Linked DNA regions of Macaca mulatta: region 2 is linked to region 1. Evidence: chromatin contacts called from public Hi-C data. All regions are on one chromosome and are shown on one strand. The core of a region is the stretch at or near the end of the contact, and the rest is flanking DNA. Distances in the headings are between cores, read along the strand shown. Region 1 holds the start of EHBP1 (EH domain binding protein 1). Region 2 holds the start of TMEM17 (transmembrane protein 17).

What was found. Hi-C and Micro-C count contacts between places; a contact is called where the count stands out from the background.
Region 2: a Hi-C map of fetal cortical plate shows a contact between it and region 1, with 2.5 times the contacts expected there. The contact joins the promoter of TMEM17 here to the promoter of EHBP1 in region 1. A contact is called at or near these places in 3 of 14 Hi-C or Micro-C datasets (cortical neurons, fetal cortex germinal zone and fetal cortical plate).

The regions. Positions count from the first base shown.
Region 1 is chr13:62,046,966-62,052,799 of T2T-MMU8v2.0, forward strand. It overlaps EHBP1 (EH domain binding protein 1), which reads right to left and starts at 3,173. Exons shown (of 25, transcript NM_001261566.2): 1 at 3,049-3,173; 2 at 1,812-2,207. The coding sequence starts at 1,915.
Region 2 is chr13:62,218,834-62,224,667 of T2T-MMU8v2.0, forward strand. It overlaps TMEM17 (transmembrane protein 17), which reads left to right and starts at 3,535. Exons shown (of 4, transcript XM_015112568.3): 1 at 3,535-3,679. The coding sequence starts at 3,580. LOC106992984 (a long non-coding RNA gene) reads right to left here. Exons shown (of 15, transcript XR_013402766.1): 14 at 4,375-4,463; 15 at 2,965-3,971.

The sequences.
Region 1 (5,834 bases), core at 1,923-4,422:
CTATTTCCAGTCATCCTTTTACTATGATCCTCAGTCTACATTGTAGTCCTGGTGATTTTCCAATAGCAAACCTAATGTCTCTTCTGCTCAAAATCTTTCACTATGTTCCTATCACCTACAGAATAATCCCCAAATCATTTATTAACAGCACATAACTTTACATGCTTTCAGTCCTGCCTGACTCTCAAACCTCACATCTCACTGCATGACCCCCAATCCTACACTTTAAACCCCATTAATATCAAACTATACTACTTGAATTTCCAGCACATCCCATGCTAGGTAAGCCTCCATGCTTCTGCATAGGTTGTTGCTTCAGTCTAGAATGTCTTTCACTTCTTCCCCCTTGGCTTCCTGGACAACTATGAATCTTTCAAAACCCAGCTCAGATACTAGGAAGCCATCCCAACAACTCATCCTCTACCCTTAAAGAACTGATTGTTTTTCCCTCTGTTACCTCTGTATGTAATAATGGCATCTATTAGGCACTATGTCCCTGACACTGTTCCAAGCATTTTACATGTATTAACTCATTTAATCTTCACAATTACCCTCCCTATGAAGTGGCACCATTATGACCTTTATGGCTATGGAAATTTGAATCACAGAGAAGTTAAATAATCTGTCCTCAAAGATACTCAACTGGATGAAGACAGATTAAAATCGTTATGTCATACATATTTATACTACCGCATCTCTCACAGTGAATTTATTCATGTGACTCTTACACTAGACTGTACACTCCTTGAGGACAGGGATTATGTCATATTCTACTCTAAATCCACAGTACCTGGTATAAAGTAGGTAATGAGTGCATGCATTTCTCAAACTGATTTTAAAATAATATTCCTAACAAGTTGAAGAGAAAAGCATTCAGAAACTAGTTCCAAATAAATATTCAAATATGCTATGAGTTCTAGAATAGAGCAAGCTATGTTTTTAATCTAATAAAAAGGATGTTAAAAAGAAAGGTTATTACAGACCTGAATTACAGTCCTTGTGGACAAAGAAATGGGCTTATTTTGCAATTAAGTCCATTACTGCTTAATCACTGCAGTAAATCAAGGCCCAAACGACCATTTGCTTAAAATTAACTTTTTTATCCCACTAAATTAAAAAATTTTGTTGTTTATCATTCAGGGCAATGGAAAGAAAGCCCTATATTTACTCTTCTCAAGTGGAAAGAAGCCAATCACAGACCAGCACTACTAATTGCTTCCTTAAATCTGGCCAAGAAATGTATCCCATTAGGCAATTAAAATAAAATACAGTTGCCTGAGTAAGCATTTAACAAAAGAATTTCTAAGGTTTTGTGGATGGCAGTCCATTAATCAAATAATGAAAAATTCTTTATCCTAAGCAAGGAAAAATGAAAAAACAAGAAAAAAAAAAGATTACCATCACCCCACAAGAATATAGACTTCTATATTAAAACTCAATTCAGTCATATGCCTATGTTATATCAAAGCATATGCATACATGCTCACAATATTTCAGTAGCCATTCTTTGTCTCCTTAAAATTACAAAAATCAAAGTTATTTTAACACTAATGATGAATAACCTCAAAACCAAATGTACTGTATTTAGTGTGCTCTCACAGTTACAGTCCTCTGAGCCATACTGAAGTGCAGTAATTAAAATCCACAGGGATGATACTAGCTGCAACTGTGCACAGCATAGTACTTGTTAGAGTTATCTGCACCCCACCCAGCTTCTACACATTAGTGCACTGTAGAAAGGTAAATAAACTATCAGAAGACCCAGAGTTTAGGCCACAGCACAGCAAACTCTACCTCCACATACATCTTACCATTTCTTCGTACACTCAACCATCAGCTCCTGGTAGGAGGCCACAAACTGGAACTTGGATGCATGTTTTCCCACACGCTGCAGTCTCTTCCAAACTGAAGCCATGATGATCAGTCAAGACACTGGAGCAGTTCTGGGTTAGCAATACAGCAGCTTTAATAATGCAGAGGGTCCAAAGCAAACGAACTTTGCATGTATGTCTTTTAAAAACTCAACTACAACTCGAAATGATGCTTGGGGTCCATAAGTCTTCTCCCTGTTTCACAGGGTAAATTCCATCTTAGATGAATGGCCCAGTCAAGAACACTATGATATACGTGACAGGATGAGTGGGAGGGGGTTCCCTCATGGAGACATCACCATGCCACCTCAGGGGCTATATGTGTATTCTGGAGGACTGAAAAGCAAAACAAAGACAAAAAGAGAAAGAATATGAGGAGAGAATCATGAGAAGTGACTAACCACCCATGTTAAATAACGCTGCAAAAGACCATCCCAGTTCTCTGCATGTCTTTTAAACAATGAAACAAAACACCGACCTCAAAAGCCAGTAACATCAAGGATGCAAGACACCAAGGAAGAAATTACAATTCACACCGAAGACGTGGAGCGACACATCAGGTAGTCAGCATCAACAACAATCCAGAGAGATGGTAACTCGGGGCCCTACCTCCCCGTTAGCATCACAGAAGGGCGAGCAGAGCGGGAAAGTCTAGGGATGCTGTTTAATGTCCACCGCCAGTCAGAGGGAGGAGTGGAGTATTTTTAATAAACTTTGTTTTTCAGCCGATAATTAATAGCCTCAAGTCCGACAATATGTGCTTGGAACAAATTAGGGAGCCAGGAGGAATGCTGTTTTTCAGTCGGAGGGAGGAAATGGATGGGAAACGAGGAGTGGAGGGAAATCTCCAGGCAGAGAGAGGGCAATGTCCCGGCTCCAGGCCACTTGGGCTCCTTCGCTGCCAACCGGAGGGAAATGGAAACTCCTGCCTGGGCGTGAAGCAATGACCAGCGGGGCAAGTGGACTGTGCAGGGTGCGGTGCCTCCCTCCCCCATCCTCAGGGGAACAGTCCGCCGGAGCCCAGTCTCCTCACGCACAGAGCCCAGACCCCTGCCCCCCAGCGGAGGCAGGCGGTGGCTCGTCCGCGGTCCCTGTCACCCAGGCGATACCAGAAGACCCCAGCCCGGACCCCAAGCCCCGGCCCCGCCGCTCGTCCACTCCCGCCCCCTCCTCACACCTCTAATCCCGCTGTCGGGTTGTGTCTGGCCCCGTTCCCTTCTCAGAGGCGCTCCTCCGTCGCCGCCGCAGCAGCAGCCGCCGCCGCCGCCACCGAGTCCTCCATCCCCGCCGGAGCCACATGGAACAGCCAAGCCAGCCACGGCGCTCGCGGGAGCCGGGATCTGCAGCCCCTCAGGCGGACGGCGCCCCTCACGCCCGCCCCCTCCCTGACAGATCGCCCCGCGACCGTCCCCCACCCTACCAAACCCTGCCAGAGCCGCCGCTCAGCGCCCAGCACCCCCTCCCCCGCCTTCCTCCTCCGCCACCATCATCATTACCTCCCCCGCCGCACCTCTCACACTAACCCTACCCACCGCAGCTGAACCTCCACCGCCCCGCCGCCATTGGCCGGGTCCCGCGCGTGCCCCGCCCACCTCAGCGGCCGGGTCTTAGAGTGGCTGGGGTGCCTGACTGGTAGAACTGCCTGCCCATCAAAGGGGCTCCACCTTCCCCTTGCTTGGGAGGTGGTTTTTCTCCAAGCCGGAACGCGACGCACAGGCAACCTTTTTGTAAAAAAAAAAAAAAAAAAAAAAAAAAAAGGAACCGACTAAGTACGATCCCGCCCGTTCTTCTGATTGGCTTGGAGAGGGAAGCGATAGGCGGGAGGAATAGGGAGTGTTTATACTGAACTGGAAGGTGATTGTAGAAGGTGGCTGTCCGTCAAAGGCGCCGCCGGTGCCGGGCTGGGTTTCTGGACCCTAAGGGTGATTGCAGACCTGGAGACTGGCTTCGCAGCAGCTGTGGGCAGTGCGGCTGCCTGTGGGTTTCTCTCCTGTTCTCATCTCCGCGAGGACCTGGGCGCGCCCTCTCCTCCACCACTGGCAACTAGGGTTTTTGCGCATACAGCCTTTATTTCACCAATTCCTCCTGGGATCTTACCTGACAACCTGAAGTAATGACCCTGTCAGCCACCCCCCCTCAACCCGCTCCCCGCCCAACATTGAGTCAACTGGTCTTCAAGAGGATTGATCAGCTGAGCTAGACACAGAATGTGTACAGTACAATTTCTTCTTGTTCGGAGTCTTCACGTTTCTTTGAATCTTGGTTTCTCCTCTTCGCTGTCGGACTCTTTTGCCCCCAGTGAGAACTGTAGATGGATTTGGGAACAGCTAGCGTACAAAAAGGGTAGTCAAAGGCAAAAAGGAGGAGGCAGAGTGAGGGCAGGGACACTTAATCTTGTTAAAAGAGCCAAGGGCCCTTTTGAGAACATGAAAGCTACAGATACTTTCTCAAGGGGGAAAAAGTGTCCTGTCTCAAAACACAAAAATTTGTTTTCAGTTTTAGATGGTTCACAGACCTCTGGCGTAGAGAAACAGGACAAAGAATGAAACTTCAGGGGAATCCTAGCATTTAAGGAATAAAATTTAAGAGTAAAATGGGAAAGAGACTGAGAAGGAATAATCAGAGAAGTAGGCGCATCAGCAAGCAATGGGCAGACAGTTTGGGGAGAAAAAGAGAGGCAAGCTAACATAAAAAGAAAGGAAGCGGGATAGGCTCTGGAAACAAGGATCGTTCAGTCTTACGAAAGTTGGAAAGCAGGGTTCATGGACAAAGTAGCTTGAAAGGTGTTAGGGTCCAGGGAGGATTCTTTCAGGGACAGGGAGAGCAGTGGTGAGTGAGAATTGAGTCCATCTGTAGACACTGGGGGCCAAGACAAAGTGGAGAGACATGTTGAAGAATCAAGAGAGATGGGGAGACAGATAGATGGAAGGCTTGAATCCAGTATCTAATTCAATTTCCACTTTCAATAAAGAAAGTGATCTAATAACACAAGAGCACAGTGTGCATTTTACAGAAGAGAGCATAGTTATCGCTTATTTTGCTAGTCAATTCTAAAATGTTACAATAATCGTAATAATCATATTGATTCTTTTGTATTAAGAGTTCTCTGATGTCCTTCCTGAGTAGTTTACGAAGTCACTACAACCTATAGCCGTTATGATCTCATATAATAATATATTCTGCATCATTAATAGGCTTTAAGTGTGTGGAGTTCTTTAATGGCTAATTTGTAGAAATGGTCATAAATTATTTTCATCCAAGTTACCCTTCAGAAACAATCCACATGACGATCAGAAGGTTTTTGCACCCTATTTATTACTGTTCTTCGTAAGTTCTCAAACTTTCTCATGTGGTCATTCTGGTTTCTTTTAACATGCTTCCCTTACTCAAAAGGGAGAGGGGGAAGAGAGAGAAAAAAAGAGACTGACTTTTATTGTAAAGAAATTCTCTTAAAAGTAATGTTTTAAATAGTGTCTTTTAAAAAATAAATAAATAAAGGAGTAGGATCCCTAGGGAATCTTCCTCAAGTTGTGGGAAATTTCAAGAGACTGATGGTTTCTTATGACAGCTCTTCTTTTTAGGGGAAGTATTTGTCTTGGATGTAAACTCTTATTTTTCCTTCTAGACACCAAGGTAGCTAAGAAGAGATCAAGGTTAGAATAGTTTACTAAATGAGTGAAGGAATCAAGAACAGCTCTTGACACTGTTCTGCCGCTGACCTCATGTTCATAAGCTGTCTCCTGGAGGCCCTACAGAGCAGCTACTTCTTCCCCTGTAACATTTTTAAAAACAACCTGTCTACTAACTAAATTTATTGAAGAATATTAAATATAGAATATGTTCAGCTCTTTTGGGCTGCTTTGTTGATAGTTATTGAATACCAACTGAATATTAATCTTTTTTTTTCTTGAGACAGGGTTTCTCTCTGTTACACAGACTGGAGTGCAGTTCCCTCATCAAGGC
Region 2 (5,834 bases), core at 2,285-4,784, 170 kb after region 1:
ACATTCTCTCTACTGCAGCCCAACACCTCACCATAAATATCATAATCTGCTTAACCAGGCGCTGTGGTTGGGCACTTCAAATGCCCACTCACCTCTCTCTTTTCTAAACAATTATCAATAATGTTGGAGAAGCATTTGGTGTATAAAACTTTGTTTCTATGATTATTTTCCCCAGAGTATTAAGATTTAAATTATTTTATTACAGGAGGCAGGAATGTTTTAAAGGCTTTTTTTTTTTTTTTTTTTTTGAGACTGATTCTCACTCTGTGGCCCAGGCTGGAGTGCAGTGGTACGATCTCGGCTCACTGCAAGCTCCTCCTCCTGCCATTCTCCTGCCTCAGCCTCCCAAGTAGCTGGGACTACAGGCGCCCACCACCACACCCAGCTAATTTTTTGTTTTTGTTTTTGTTTTTGTTTTTTTGAGAGGGAGTCTCGCTCTGTCGCCCGGGCTGGAGTGCAGTGGCCGGATCTCAGCTCACTGCAAGCTCCGCCTCCCGGGTTTACGCCATTCTCCTGCCTCAGCCTCCCAAGTAGCTGGGACTACGGGCGCCCGCCACCTCGCCCGGCTAGTTTTTTGTATTTTTAGTAGAGACGAGGTTTCACCATGTTAGCCAGGATGGTCTCGATTTCCTGACCTGGTGATCTGCCCGCCTCAGCCTCCCAAAGTGCTGGGATTATAGGCGTGAGCCATCACGCCCAGCCTAAAGGCTATTTCTATATATTGCCAATTGCTTGTCTCAATGCAGTTGGCCAAATTATAATTCAATCAGCTGAGCCTGAGGCCTCCTGCGTCACTGTTCCCTTTATTAAAAAAACCTCGGTTCATTTGATAGATGAGAAGTGATTATCTGTTGCTAAGGTTTTTTAAATTGTTATAAATTCACTATGTTTTAATACACCAATTCACCATTCTACAAAGTGAACCTTATACAGGGCTGGCTAAGTCCTTGAACTAGAAAGGGAAGACAAGAGAGTGGTTATTAGGCTTTTTCTTCATTTTACTCACTCAACGGTCATCCAGCTCCTACTCTTGGCCAGGTACCACACTGCGCTAGTGTTGGGGATATAAAGATGAAAGTCCATTCTTGACCTCTAAGAGCTTAAGGACTAGCAAGAGACACAGACACATAAACAGACAATTTTAGTATAGAGTGACCAGCACTGTGACCAAAGAAACAACAGGAAGATACTTTGGGAAACACGGAAGAGAGCACCTAAGCTACTTCAGGAAGGTCCTAGAAGCCTTTTTGGAGATTCTCAGGTCTGAGCTCCATCTTGAAATGAAGCAGAAGTTAACCAGCTTTTCCCTGACATCTTCAACCCGAATTAATTGGTTCTTCATCAGTGGTCCTTTAATAGAGCACTCATAATAACAGTGTTTGCACTTACTTCTTTCCATATCTCTCACTCTTTCACTGAGCTGTGCTTCTTCATGAAGAGGGACCATATCCCTAATTAGCCTAGCACAATACCCAAAAACACAGTAGGAATGCAATAAACGTTTGTGTAATTATTTTAAAATTCTAGTCATGAATTTATTTCCACCCATATCTTCTTCTTGCATTTATATAAATGTGTGATTTTCCTTTTGATTGTAAAAATAATACTTTTACCACACACCCATCAGAAGGGCTAAAAGGAAAGGATAACAAATAACAAGTGTTGGTGAAGTATATGGAGTAATGGAAATATTCATACATTGCTGGAGGCAGCAGGAATTGGTTCGATCACTTTGGAAAACTGTTGGCAGCCTCTACTAAAGCTGGGTCTTTCATATCCTATGACATGGCAATTCCACTCTCGATACACACTCAACAAAAATGCATGCATATGTTCACCAAGAGGCATCTTTTCACCAAAGCAGCACTATTCATAACAGCTGCAAACTAGAAAATACAGACACTCATCAACAGTAGAATGAGTAAGCTTATTGTGGTATGATCACACAGAGCAAGGCAAAATAATCTACACTCAATGACATGAAGGAATTTCATGAAAGTAATGTTGAAGACAAAGCCAGTTTTTTATTTTTAAAAAGTATTTACAGTACCATGGCTTTTATATAAATATGCAAAACTGAGAAGCAAGATGACAAAGGGAGTGTCACATCTAGAAAGTGGTGCAATAAGATGCACAGCTAGTGCTGCCTTGTGACTCTAAGATCTACCTCCTTGAAAAGTTTGCCTGTGGCAAATGCGGCTCGGCTCCCAAGCCAAGACAAAGTATAATTGGAGTGCCGAGGCTAAAAACCAAAATACCAACGAGACTGGTCGAATGAGGCACCTAAAAATTGTGTACAGCAGGTTAAGGCATGGCTTTTCTGAAGGAACACCACCTAAACCCAAGAGGACAGCTGTTGCAGCAGGAGTTCAAGACCAGCCTGGCAAACGTGGCGAAACCCTGTCTCTACTAAAAACACAATAATTAACCGAGTGTGGTGGCGGGCGCCTGTAATCCCAGCTACTCGGTAGGCTGAGGCAGAAGAATCGCTTGAACCCGGGAGGCGGAGGTTGCAGTGAGCCGAGATTGTGCCATTGCACTCCAGCCTGGGCGATAGAGCAAGACTCTGTCTCGAATAAAAAATATATATATATTTGGATTAGTCACACAATAAATGTTCCGATTTAAAAAAAAAAAAAAAAAAAGGCAAAACTCTCCTTTGCTGTTAGAATTCAGGAAAGGTCAGTTATGAGTGAGGAGGGGGTTTAGTGACTGAAAGGAAATAGGAAGGGGGAGTTTCTGGGAATATTGTAACGTTTCTTGAACAGGGTGCTGATATATTAAGTAATATATCTTAGAGAGAAAGCTAGAAAATACAGAAGTGTTTAAAAATTTTTGAATCACCTACAATCCCACTATCCAGTGATAACTACTGTTAATATTTTTTTCCAGTTTTTTTTGAAGTCGGTGTGCACATGCTCTCTCCTCCCCTCCACTCATACACATAAATTTTGCTAAATTAGGTTTATTCTCATTTAGTTTTATTTCTGCTTTATTTTTACATAAACTATATCATTCAATATTCTTTGCAAGCATTTTATAAGCAGCTGAAACATACTCCATTGAATGCATATGCTCCAGTACATTTAATCAGTTGCCCATTGCTCTATTTTCTTATTAAAAAATAATCAGTCATAGTATCTCTCTCTCACACATACCCCTACACCTCTAGACATTCTTTAAGCTCTGCATTCATTCTCTATTTCCCTCCAGAAAGGTTGTACCGATTTACAGTTTCACTGGCAAGATATGAGGGCTCCTTGTATCGCAGTCCAACCCCAGCTCATTTCTTAGTATAGGTTTGTTTTTAGGATGGTCGGGCTCAAAGCAGAACTAAGAGATCTGCCGTTTTGGACACGGCCGAGGCGCGCAGCTCCCGGGGCCTGGAACGCGCTCTGAGTACGCCGGTCCCTTCAAGGTTGCGCGGGCTCCCGACGAGACCCGGCCCAGCCGGGCACCCCCGCGCGCTCCCGGATCTCGCCGGCCTCGCGCCGGCCGGTTGCCATGAGAACCACGGAGCCTCGGAACGCCCGCAGACTAGCCTGTATCTGAGGGGGCGAGGGATACCGAGGCCCAGGCATGGAGCTGCCGGATCCGGTGCGCCAGCGGCTGGGAAACTTCAGCCGGGCTGTGTTCACTGATTCCAATCGGACCGGTCCGGAGTACAGTGAGGGTCCCGGTGAGTGACCGAGGCCGGCGCAGGGGGTGTGGCCTGCTGAGGGCTTGGCGTGGGTTTTGGAGCGTCCAGAATTTGCCCGTACCTAAAATGGCGATGTCGCCTTCAGTCAGTTTCCCGCAGTGCGGGCCAGAGCTTTGGAGGAGGGGCCGGCCGGGGCGGGGAGCTGAGGCGCTGGCGGCCTCCGGCCGCGGGCTGGGCCTGGTCTGCACGCGCTAACGCCTGGCCTGCTCCGTGCAAGCCCGGCAGCTGAGGTGGGGCCGACCTCTGTGCCAAGCAAGGCCCATCATGGCTCCTGGGAAACCCCAAAAATAAAAAGATAAAAGCAGCCCTTGCTGCACAGGCTAGTCCCCCGCGCACCGCGAGAGCGAAGGCCCAACTTGCTTTTCCTCTGCGGCGCCCGCCCCGGCTTTTCTGTCCAGGATGGCGAGGAACAGCCCAAGCAATCCCCACCTCCCCTGTCCCCACCCGCCGCCCAGGGAGCAAATTTGCCTTTTCCCTTTTCCTAGCAGAACAAGTATGTTCCTAAGCAAGGCCATTTTCTGGCAGAAAAGATTAGGGGGAAAAAAAATTTTTTTTTAAGAGTCCTTTCAAACCACCATCCACTCCCAACTGGCATGTGCCATACTAGCCGGACGTTCAACAAAACTCACCCCTTCCCTGCCTTCTCCTCCTCCTCCCCTATATGTAACTCTTACCATAAGGTAAGAAAATACCATGATGCCTCTGCATCCTTCAACTTGATGACAAGTGATAACGCAGTTTCCTCCAGAACAGGTTCCTCCTCCTACATCATGATGGTAGACAACACACTGTCAACCAAACCCGTGTGGTTTCCATCATTCAAGTCTGCTGGGAAATATAAATCTTTTCCACTGCTTGGTTTTACAGAATTTTTAAAAGGGACAGAAAAGTAAAGGCAGTCCCCAAAGCTGCATTTTGTCGTCTTGATCACTTGCCTATTCCCCAAATGTAGGCCTTTATGATTTAGGATGTACAGAGAAAAATGTGAAAAAATTAGGTTTCACGTTTCTGGTTCCAAGGATGAGGCTTAATGAGCACTAACGTCTGATAATACAAGGTAAAAAGACGTTTTCTGAAAAGGGCCAGATAGTAAGTACTTTAGGCTTTGTAGGCCATATGGTCTCCACGGCAGCCACTGACAATAGTTATTGAATAGGCATGGCTGTGTTCCAATAAAACTTTAAGGATATTGAAATTTGTATTTCGTATGGATTTCACGTATGAAAAAAATATTACTTTTTTAAGCATTTAAAGGTGAAAAAACATTTTTAGCTCATTGACTGTACAAAAACGTGTAGGCAGCTGACCAGTTGTTTACCTATCCCTGATTTATATTGTATGTTTTAATTTAAATTCCATTTATAGAACTCAACTTGAACTTTTGCAAAATTCAGTAAATGTATATCTTATGCTTTTAAGGTTCATTTACATATTAATTTGATTTTCATTTCCATGATTATAAGTTTGATCTGCTGAAATATGGACATAGCATAACCTTTAAGATGTTAACACACAATACTTCTAACATAAAAACCGTTCTTTGCAAAATTTGACTACAGTTTCTTCTCAAAGGTACTGAAATGTTCTGCTTGCCCAATTTATTATTCTTTCCCGTATTTTGTTCTTTGTGGATCAGAAGTAGGTTTGATTATTTGTACTGTAATAACAAATTTATGTAATTACCATGTCCACAGCATTGTGCTGTTGCTATCAGAAAGATCCTAGGCTGGTGAGTTGTCTTCAGATTTAACAGATTTTAAGAATTCATTCATTTATCAGTGGTAATTTAATAAGCAGTTGCAAGCAAAAGTAGATCACAATAATCAGGCATATTTTTGGAGCTAAAAGAAACTATTTTGCTGCGAGAGACCATGACTGTTTCTTATATTTTAAAATTATTAAATGACAGATAAAAACACTCAACTATGGAGAAAAGGAGAAAATAATGTTCTTAAGACATTTATTTTAGGACCTTTAAAATCTTACGTGTAGAACAACTGATTTCAATATATGTGTCCGCTCTTAAGAATTTAGTCAAATTTAGGATGTATTTTGTAGGGTTCAATTTTAAAAATCAAATTCTTAATTTAGGACCCTTCTGTCTTACATAAAAGCAAAAAGTGTTATGGAATCA